Linked DNA regions of Mus musculus: region 2 is linked to region 1. A link is a contact called in public HiChIP or PLAC-seq data. All regions are on one chromosome and are shown on one strand. The core of a region is the stretch at or near the end of the contact, and the rest is flanking DNA. Distances in the headings are between cores, read along the strand shown. Region 1 holds the start of Tesc (tescalcin). Region 2 overlaps Tesc (tescalcin).

Region 1 (4,179 bases), core at 1,600-4,099:
GAAGATGTGGGTGAAGACACACCTACTGTGTATTGTGTGAAGTTCTCAGTGTTGGTATAGGCAAGCCCAAGTGCAGTGGTGTTCCCCTGGACATGTATAAGTTCTCATACCACAGCCCTGTCCAACCCCACGCCACGTCCGGAGCCTTCCTGGCTAATATCTCCTCCACACAATTGTTCAGAGGCGGCGACACCCAGGTGGAGCACTGAGGTCCAGAGAGGCAGTGACCTACTGAAGGTCACACACACAGCAGGGATACAGGGACCAAGACCTAGTTCAATGTAGTTCTATTGCTATGTCCATCTGACAGGAGGGAAAACTGAGGCACGGGGAGCACAGGGGACCCCTGAAGTTGGGGCTGCAGTGCAGCCTGAGCCTGGAGGACTGCTATGTCATCCATCGGCCAACCTCACTGAGGTGATCAACTGCCTCCTGCCACAGGGCCATGGCACCTGCCACTCCGATGTTCTGGTCACTGTCACATGACTGGCTCCTTAGTTACCTGCTTACCTCTTCCCATCCTCTCCCCCTGTTGCTTGTTCCTGGAAACCTAAGACTGGTGGGGTGGATCTGTGTCCTGTGCATCCTGTGTGGGAATGTTGGCCTCTCTGGGTCACCTCCACATCCTCTAAAATCCTCAAAAACTCTAAGGATCTGCCAAACGGGTGTAAGTGCCCAGACTAGACCAGCACCTTCAGGGCCTGTGGGACCCCAGGGGTGGGGGTGGCATAACCTTGGGTCCCGTCGTTCCCCCCCCCCCCCCCCCCGCCCAGCTCCCTTTAGAATTGAATTCTGAGCACAGGCAGCAAGTGAAGAAGCCACCCCAGCCACCTCCAGGCAGCCACTGAGCCTGAGCATCTGTCACCGTGGGAGGCTGGGCCCAGGAAACTGACAAGGCTCCCAGCATGCTCTGCAGCCCGTCACTGTCAAACCCACAGCCCGCAGGAATTTCCCCAGAAGGCCCTGGGTGCTGCTCCGGTGGGGACCCAACCTGCACCCGGAATCCCAGCTCTCCCCACACCATCTGGGACAGCAACTGGCAATGGGTCAAACCGAGTCAAAGTGGGCGGGGACTCCTGCTGTCCTCCATCACGTGGGCCTGGGAGGAGGCGGGCGGGGGCAGGTTTATGAAACTTTTGGTTTGTAGTCAGCAAAATGAATTCAGAGAGAAAATACAAAAGTGGGGGAGGGTGCTGCCCTGCAGTCCCAGAACTGGGGAGACTGAGGCAGGGAGTGTCCCCGATCAGAGCAGCCCGAGCCCCAAAGTGAAACCGTGCTTCAAACTGCAGTGCCCACAGTGTGCACACACAACCACGCTTCAGTTTGATTGAAGTGCACACACTTCAGTTTGCCTTCAATACGGTGTGCAAACATACCTGCTTGCCTCGCACACAGTGTGTATACACTCCTGGTTTTCACAAAGTGCCCGCACACTCTAGACTTTCACACACTGTGCACACACACCTGCTTGTCTCACACACAGTGTGCATACACTCTCGACTTTCACACAGTGCGTGCACACACTCCCGGTTTGCACACAGTGCGCCCACACTCCCGCTCGCACGCGGTTCCCCTTGCACGCCGTGCGCACACTCCAGGCAGCGCACTCACAGTCGACCCTCACCGGGACTGGCTCGATGGCGCGCGCCCTTAGTGGGTCGTGTAAACGACTCTCGCGGATCCGCTGCACACTTCGCATACTGTGTGCGCGGTGTAGACGCTCAGCAGCTGGGGACTTTCTATGACTTCACCGGGCTCTGGGGAGGCGAGTGCCAGCCCAGTCCCCCTCTGGGGGGGTGAGGGGGGCTGACTGGGTGCTCTCAACTCAGCCGCAACCTCCTGCCGCAGGAACCCTGGGGGTGCGCCAGTCTCCCATTCCTCAGAGGAGGCAAACTGAGACGGGAACTGACTGGTCCAAGGTCACACAGTCCTGGCAGAACTCACAACCCGCTCTGTCCCACCACCGAAACAGGTTGAGTCCACGCGCCTGCCCACCCTCGTGCAAGTCCGGGTCCCCTGGTCGCTTCTGAGCCCAGGGTCAAGCGCGGGGCGGACGGGCGCTTCCCCCAGGCGCGCCCCGCCCGGCCTCTGCGGTCCCGGGAGTGCGGGCCAGCCTGGAGGACGCTGGGCTCGGTGCCCGAGCCTGCAGCCGGGGGGTGGGGACGCACGGGGAGGCGGCAGGGTGACCCCCGCCTAAGGTCACCGCGGACCGCGCGGCTCCTCCCGGTCCCGCCACTTCCAAACTTTCCTCCCCGCTCCCCAGCCGCAGACTTGCAGGTGCAGCGCGCGCTCGGCGCTCTCCCGAGCTGCCGGGGCGCCGGCCCTCAAAGCCACGGCTACCTGCCGGGCTCCGCCCTGGTCGGGTGAGGCTTGGGTCAAGTCGCCTCTCGGGCCACCCTTACCCCAGGCCCGAGTCGCTGCCAACCCCTCCCAGCGGCGTCGCCCGCACGGCGGCTGGCGGGAACCCATCAGAAGCAGCCCGAGAACGGGGCACAGAGAGGGCAAGCCACTAGCCCAAGGTCACACAGCACGGTGGCGCGAAGCGGGGGCATGCAGGCGATGGTCCCCGCCAACGAGGGTTCCCGGCCACGGTGTGGTACTCACAGCCGGTCTTGCCCTCGAGCTCCCGCACCTCCTCGGACGCCGAGTGGGCAGCGCCCATGGTGCGCCGCGGGGCCCCGGGCGCCCCACGCAGGCCGGGGACTGCCTGGGCTGCGCTGCGTTGGAGCCGGGTGGGGACGCGGGGACAGCGGCGCGGAGCCGGTTCCGCGTGGGGCTCGAGCGGCCTCTTATAGCGGCGGGAGGCGGAGCGGCGCGGTCCTAGCGCTCGCCCGCTTCCCTCGCGGCCGCGGGGGCGGGAATGGGGGTGGGGGGAGGACACGACGTGGTTCTGCCCCTGCCGCAGCCCCGCGGGATGAGCTTGCGGGCAGCGCGACCCGCATCCCTCCGCCCACTCTGCGGGGTCCAGCGGCGGAGCCTCGGCGCTGGGACAGAGGAGGGCACGCGAGTGTGCCCAGTGTGAAAGATCCCCTCCCCCGCGCCCTGCACCTAGGTGGGCGCCCAGAGGAGCGCGCATCGCAGGTGACAGGCGTGGACTGAGTAGAGAAGGTGAGACCGATGAGTCCCGGGGATCCTGATGAGATAGGAGGTCCTGACTGGCCAGTCCTGCTGCTGGTCTAACCACCATCTCTCCATCTCCAAATAGGGTTGCGGTGAGATGCTCACCGTAGGGCGCAGAGGGAGAAAGGCGCCGGGTTACCATGGAATCCTGTTCAATTGATGAGGAAGGGGCTGGTGCTCCGGGAGGGAAACATTCAACCTCAAGGCTGCCCTGGGAGCCCGCCATGCCCTGCTCTGCTTAGTGACGTCCGGTTTAGCTGCCAAGAGTCTGTTCTGGCTGGAAGTGCTGGGATCCCCACGATCTTTCACCTCGCCAGTCACGGCCGTGGGTGCGCATCCTTGGAACTGGCGTTCTCAGGAGCCCACTCTAGCCAACCCAGGGGTCTCGGCAGAGCCAGAAGAACCGGCCCCACCACTGAAACCCCGATTATCACCCACTCTGAGCCTCCGGGGAGCTGAGTCTGCCCCTGGAGATCCTCCCTGAAGATCCCCCGTCCTCCCTGCAGCTGCCCAGAGTTCACGGAAACTGCTCCCACCCGAGAAGCAAGGGAAGCTTAGCTGTGGGGCATCGCTGCTGAGTAGGCTGGACCGCCTCAGGTCTCCAAGAATTCTAAAAACCCAGACAGATCTCTGTGGGGTGGAGGGCAGGAAAGGGCTCCCCAGGTCCCGGGATGTTGGGGTTTCTAAAATATGCCATGATCTATGTCTTCCTGCAACTAAGTTTTCTGTCTACAGAGGATCTGCATTCTCCAGGCCGGGGAAGACCCCCTCCCCCATCGCCAGCAACCCCAGACACACCCGCACTCCAAGCTGACAGTGCCTTCCCTTGGTGCTCGATCCTTCTACCGAGCCCCCCTCTTCCTCTGGGATCTCTGTGTAGGCCTCCTCGGAGAGGCCTTATCAAGTGTCTATTTTCACCAGGCTGGGGTGTGGTTGCCAAGGAGAGCCCGCCCCTCCCCCCGGGGGGCTGCGAGGAGTCCTCAGGAAAGGGGGCGACAATTTGACTTGTGTATTTGTTCACTCATTTAATGCGTGTTTCTTAATGGTCTACTATGTGCA
Region 2 (4,833 bases), core at 540-3,039, 36 kb before region 1:
CAGGACAGTACTGTAGGGTAGATCTCGCTTTCAGTCTGCTACAGAATAGAGAGCACACCCAACCTCCACCCAGCCACTGAGGCCCCAGCTCTGCCTGCTTCTCTACCCACAGCCCTACTCCCAGCTCCTCAGCAGTAGCCTTGGGTGCCACCAAGTCAGCTTCAGTGTGGTTGATGAAGAGCCTGTACTTACCTGTCCCCAAATAAATGTTAGCACAAAGCCTGCTTCACACTGATGATGGAGGCACCTCATCTGGCTCGTGTCACACAGCGATGGGAGGTCTGGCTGCACAGGGGCGGAGCACCACCCACCTACACACAGTCCTGCAAGAAACAATCTACCTGCTTCCTCCCTGCCCTGCAGACCCCACGGCCCACTGGTGAGGCTGCCCAGGGCAGTAGCCAGAAGTCCCCCAGGGTGGGGGATACCAAGGAATTAGTCTGTACTCCTGGGGAGCAGGTTTGCACCAATTCATGGTCTTTATCCTGCCTAGGTAGGCAGCTGCAGAGCATGCTGGGAGCCAAGCAGTTGGTACTCCTGGTGGTTTCGACAGTGGGGAGGCAGCCTGGCCTCGCCATTGTGAACAAACGAGCTTGCTTCTGGTCCTGGAGGACTAGGCTCCCAGTGAGTCAATCTCGTTTTAATTAGCTGTTTGGATTAGCTGTGCCCAGAGCTTCAAAGACATTAGTAGGCCCTCAAAGGGGAGCACCAGCCAGCACGCTTGATGAACGTCCATCACAGCATCTTCCCTGCTAGACCTCCGGGCTCTGGCCGAGGGAAGGCGATCCATTATTTATGAAAACATTTTACATTCATGAACTGCCTTTGTTGAGAAAGGACACCACTGAAAGTGGGAGAGTCTCAGGAAACCCAGGCCCAGGAGATGCCAAAGTGGCAGCTGCCCAGAGCCTGCAGCCCCCTCCTCACCACAGCATGGAGTCCAGGAAGCCAGGCTCCAGATAGTTTATGCATTATGTCCCCCTGCTGACCTGCTGGCTTTCTAGAGCCCTAGAGCCAGTAGAAACCTAGAAGCCAGGAAGTCCCCAAGTGGTGAGGTATACCTTTGTTGGGTTCTCCCCAGAGCTGACAGTTTGCTTGGCTCTGAGCAGGGAGATGGGAGCCCCCATATCTGCTCCTGCCTGCTGCTTTGCTGGGGCTTTTTTTTTTTTTTTTTTTTTTTTTTTATCAAACTGAGGCCTGTGTTCAAAAGCACGGCCCTGGCAGTGCCTTCCTTCTGACCTCCTTCCTCACCAGTCCAGGAGAGTGGGTGGTGTTGAGTGGCCCTGCAGGCCAGCATCAAACACAGGCCAGCCCTGCCTGCCAAGTGCTTGCTCAGAACACCTGCAGACCCCCTCAGCTCCTCACTTGCCTCTGGGGTCCAACATAGTAACCAATCTAGCACCCTCACACGCATACACACAGCACCATCCTACCACATCCCCTGAGCACATCTCTGCACACCCCTATAACTGGCCACATAGCATGTTTTGCTTTTAAGTAAGGCATACTAGCTTGCACCTCACCCCCAGCAGTAGGCCAGGGCTCACTTACTTAGTCAAGTTACCATTTTCCCCTTCGTGCACATTACGGAGGACACCTGTTGTTGAGAAGATCCGTCCACCTCTCGGAACCACTTGAGACAGCCTGCTTGGGGAGGGCAGCATGGAAGGGACCCATAGAAGCAGCCACTGAATCTGGCACATCACCATGGAGACAGAGCCTGCCATCAGTCATGACGAGCAAGCACCCACAGCGAGAGAGAAGGCTGCAGGGGTCTCTACTGAGACCAGAACAATCCGCTCTGTTCTGGCACCAGGATTGTTTGTTCAGGCATGAGTCACCATCCCCTGAGCAGTGCTGATGGCAGACACCAGTATTTTCACCAAACCAGCAGAGCTAAGATGTACGTGCCGCGAGGCTTAGGAAGTAAGAGCAACTGGTGCAAGAGCCTGACAGCTTGAGTTTGATCCCCAGGAAAAAGGGGGGAGGGGCAGGGGCTAAAAAGACAGATGAGTTCCCAACACCCACATCAAGCAGCTCCAGGGGTGCTGATAGCCTTGGCTCGGGGCACCCACACTCATGTGTACAAACAAAGGCATATACACTTCTTTTCCTCATATTAAAAAGCCGATGTGGTAGTCCACATCTGTAATCCCAGAGCTCCTGTGAGATGGGAGGCAGAGACAGGACAGTTGCCAGAAGTCAGTCTGGAGTACACAGATGTTGGGGGGGGGGGGGGGCTGCCTCAATGTGGCAGGAGGCAAGAACAGGCATATTGTCCTCTGACCTATACACACACACACACAGGGTCACACCTGATGGTAACAACTTAAAGTGTATCCATTAGGAGGCTGTACAATTATGAGAACCAGAGTTTAGCTCTTGGTACCCACAGAACAAGCCGGCACCCCCAACTCCAGCCCCAGAGGATCTGAATCCCTCCTCTAGCCAATGTGCACTCCTATGCACATAGGCACAGACACATAAAAGTTAGAGAGAAAAATGCTGCACGCACATGGCAAAGAACTGGCAGGAAAACGGGGTTAGCGGATGGAGTGGAAATACTTCATGACTGCCCTCTGGGCCTTAAGGGAGCTCCAGCTACAGGTGTCCAGCCAACCATGATGTGGCCATTGACAGACAACACAAATGAGATCAAACATGCTCAGAACAAGACATCTAACTAAGCATGCCAACAGCATCAGGTGCCAGTCACCCAAAGAACTTCCTGGAGTCTAGAAAGGCACCTCCCAGCGTCAACAGAGGGAACAAAAGCATCCTAGAACAACACCTGAGAGACCTAGATAACAAGCACCAGCAACCCACTGGTTGGGGTGGGGGGACGACCTCTGCTCTGCAGTCAATATTTTGGCTCTACTGGCCCCCCACCCATCCTGACAAGCCAAGATGTATAAGCTACCTACCTGCAGTAGGCACCTCTAGTCTCCACTACCGCCTGTGCTGGGGGCCAGAGTTTCCTGGGCTCGCATCTGGGTCCATGCTGTCAGGAGGAACCATGGCAACCCCAATTGTAGGTACCCTCCATCAGGAGCTGACACCAGCAGCCAGCCAGCAGTGATGGTGCTAAGAAAACCCCCATTACCTACACGCCAGGTCTTCTGGAAGCCTGCCCAGACAGACTCTTCCTGGCTCCCCCCCCCCCCCACCAGGTGGGGACCACAGGTAGATGCCCAGTCCTTCAAGGAGGAAAGCAGATGGTATACAAGGGCCAACAGACAGGACAGAGGGCCTCACCAGTCTCTGCCTGCTCCTCAGAGTCAGTCTCATGTCACCCAAGACCAGGTTCTTTTAAGGGATGTGAGGGACAGATGGGGATGCCGGACTCATTAGGAAACCTTTATTGTCACCATTAGAGATAAAAATATCGGAGTCCCACACACCACACCCCACGAGGAGGATAACTGAAGAAGGGTTACTGATTGTCACAGAAGCCCAGGCATAGGGCTGAACATCCGTCCTCGGTCACCCCCAGCTTCCAGCCACCCCCTCCCTTGCACGGGCAGCAGGCAGCAGGTCAGTGGCAGAGGGCGATGGTCTCCATGTTGAGGAAACGAATGTGCATCTTGGTCTCGATGTCGATGCCCTGCCAGATCTGGAATGGAGGGAGAGGCATCAGCAGGCGTCCCCGCCACTGCCAGACACCTGCCTGAGCCAGGTCCTCGGCCTGCCAACCCACTGCCCTCGCCACTGCTGGACGCCCGCCTGAGCCAGGTCCTCGGCCTGCCCACCGCCCCGCCACTGAGACAGAGCCGCTGATGGCTCATAAGAAGCAGGACAGGTTCCGAGGCCATGCCAAGTGAGGAAGGAGTTCCATGCATCCGCTGGTCACTCTGGCTCTGACCTTCGGGCTCTCCGCCGAGATGGTCACCGTGGAGTTAGGATGAAGTCCTGAATCCAAGCGAGGGCTCACTGGGCGCCATGATCTCACTCCCCCATCCACCCCGATTGCCTCTCGATAACCAGCGCAATTCCAGGGTTGCTTCACCACACTGCCCACTTCCCAGACTCAGACTGGGTCAACCAAGCCCCGTGTAGATGCCTAGGGGCTGTTACGTGGCAGGTGTCACTAGACAGCCATCATTTATTGACCTGCCAGCTCAGTCACCATAGCCATGGTGGGATAAGAGGTCACTGGCTTCAAACTTATGCTCAGGTAGAGTGATACTGCTGTGGACTGTCAATCCTGGCCAGTTAGGGTATGGACATTCAGGTCACAAGGCCATTGGCCTACAAGACAAGCCCTTGTCCCTCCCAAGGTCACCCTCTCTCCAGTTCCTTGGCTATGAGCAAGTCAGGGGTTTCGAGTAGGGAGTCAGGATAGGAGCAGGGACAGAGGGTGTCACATTGCCAGGCTGTCACTCAGCATCTACAGAGATGACCCCCTGAGCTTCCCAAGGTGAGGCAGGCCTTGGAGCTAGGCTTTCCACTGTCCTCTACCCTGGTCCTTTGGGGACACGAAAACCATTCCACTTCACAAAGAGCACCCCCAGCTATTGCGAGTTTGAGATGTTCTCTGAGAAAGATCCTGGACTCCATGATGGAATTCAGTCAAGTTGTGGGAGAGGGCACACACAACTAGGGGGCACCAGAAGGGACAAAGTAGGGAGCTAGCTTCTGAAGAGCCCTGGAGATAGCAACAGGGCTGGTTTGTCACAAGAGTCTTACTCTAGCCCAGGCTGGCTTTGAACTCAAGATGCTCCTGCCCCAGCATCCTGGGCAAACACCACCTGTGTGCAACCAGGATACACTCAAGGCAACTGTGCCTCCTCTCGATGCTCCTGGCATCCTGCATCTCGTTCCTAGATGCACAGG

What was found. HiChIP or PLAC-seq counts read pairs in DNA pulled down with a chosen protein or histone mark.
Region 2: a contact with region 1 is called in an HNF4G HiChIP or PLAC-seq map of pancreatic cancer cells. The contact joins the enhancer-like site here to the promoter of Tesc in region 1. A contact is called at or near these places in 7 of 39 promoter capture datasets (the 3T3-L1 cell line, HPC-7-derived erythroid cells, cancer-associated fibroblasts and 4 more), 3 of 15 datasets of contacts at CTCF or cohesin (CD8 T cells, hippocampal excitatory neurons and stem cell-derived epiblast-like cells), 118 of 484 Hi-C or Micro-C datasets (the AML12 cell line, B cells, the C10 cell line and 73 more), 23 of 115 datasets of contacts at active chromatin or transcription factors (CD4 single positive thymocytes, the HPC-7 cell line, Th17 cells and 16 more) and 4 of 9 other capture datasets (adipose tissue, embryonic tail, liver and 1 more).

Annotation. Positions count from the first base shown.
Region 1 is chr5:118,026,413-118,030,591 of GRCm38.p6, reverse strand. It overlaps Tesc (tescalcin), which reads right to left and starts at 2,849. Exons shown (of 8, transcript NM_021344.4): 1 at 2,605-2,849. The coding sequence starts at 2,662.
Region 2 is chr5:118,060,382-118,065,214 of GRCm38.p6, reverse strand. It overlaps Tesc (tescalcin), which reads right to left. Exons shown (of 8, transcript NM_021344.4): 8 at 3,337-3,613. The coding sequence ends at 3,536. It overlaps Fbxw8 (F-box and WD-40 domain protein 8), which reads left to right. Exons shown (of 11, transcript NM_172721.2): 11 at 1-234. Among named protein-coding and RNA genes, the nearest start is that of Gm30466, 7.7 kb to the left of the region's middle. Within about 2 kb of position 1,789, at least 45 of the 459 cell types and tissues checked have an H3K27ac peak or open chromatin away from gene starts, as enhancers often do. A contact at or near this core is called in the AML12 cell line, the HL-1 cell line, the N1E-115 cell line and 11 more, where this site is marked.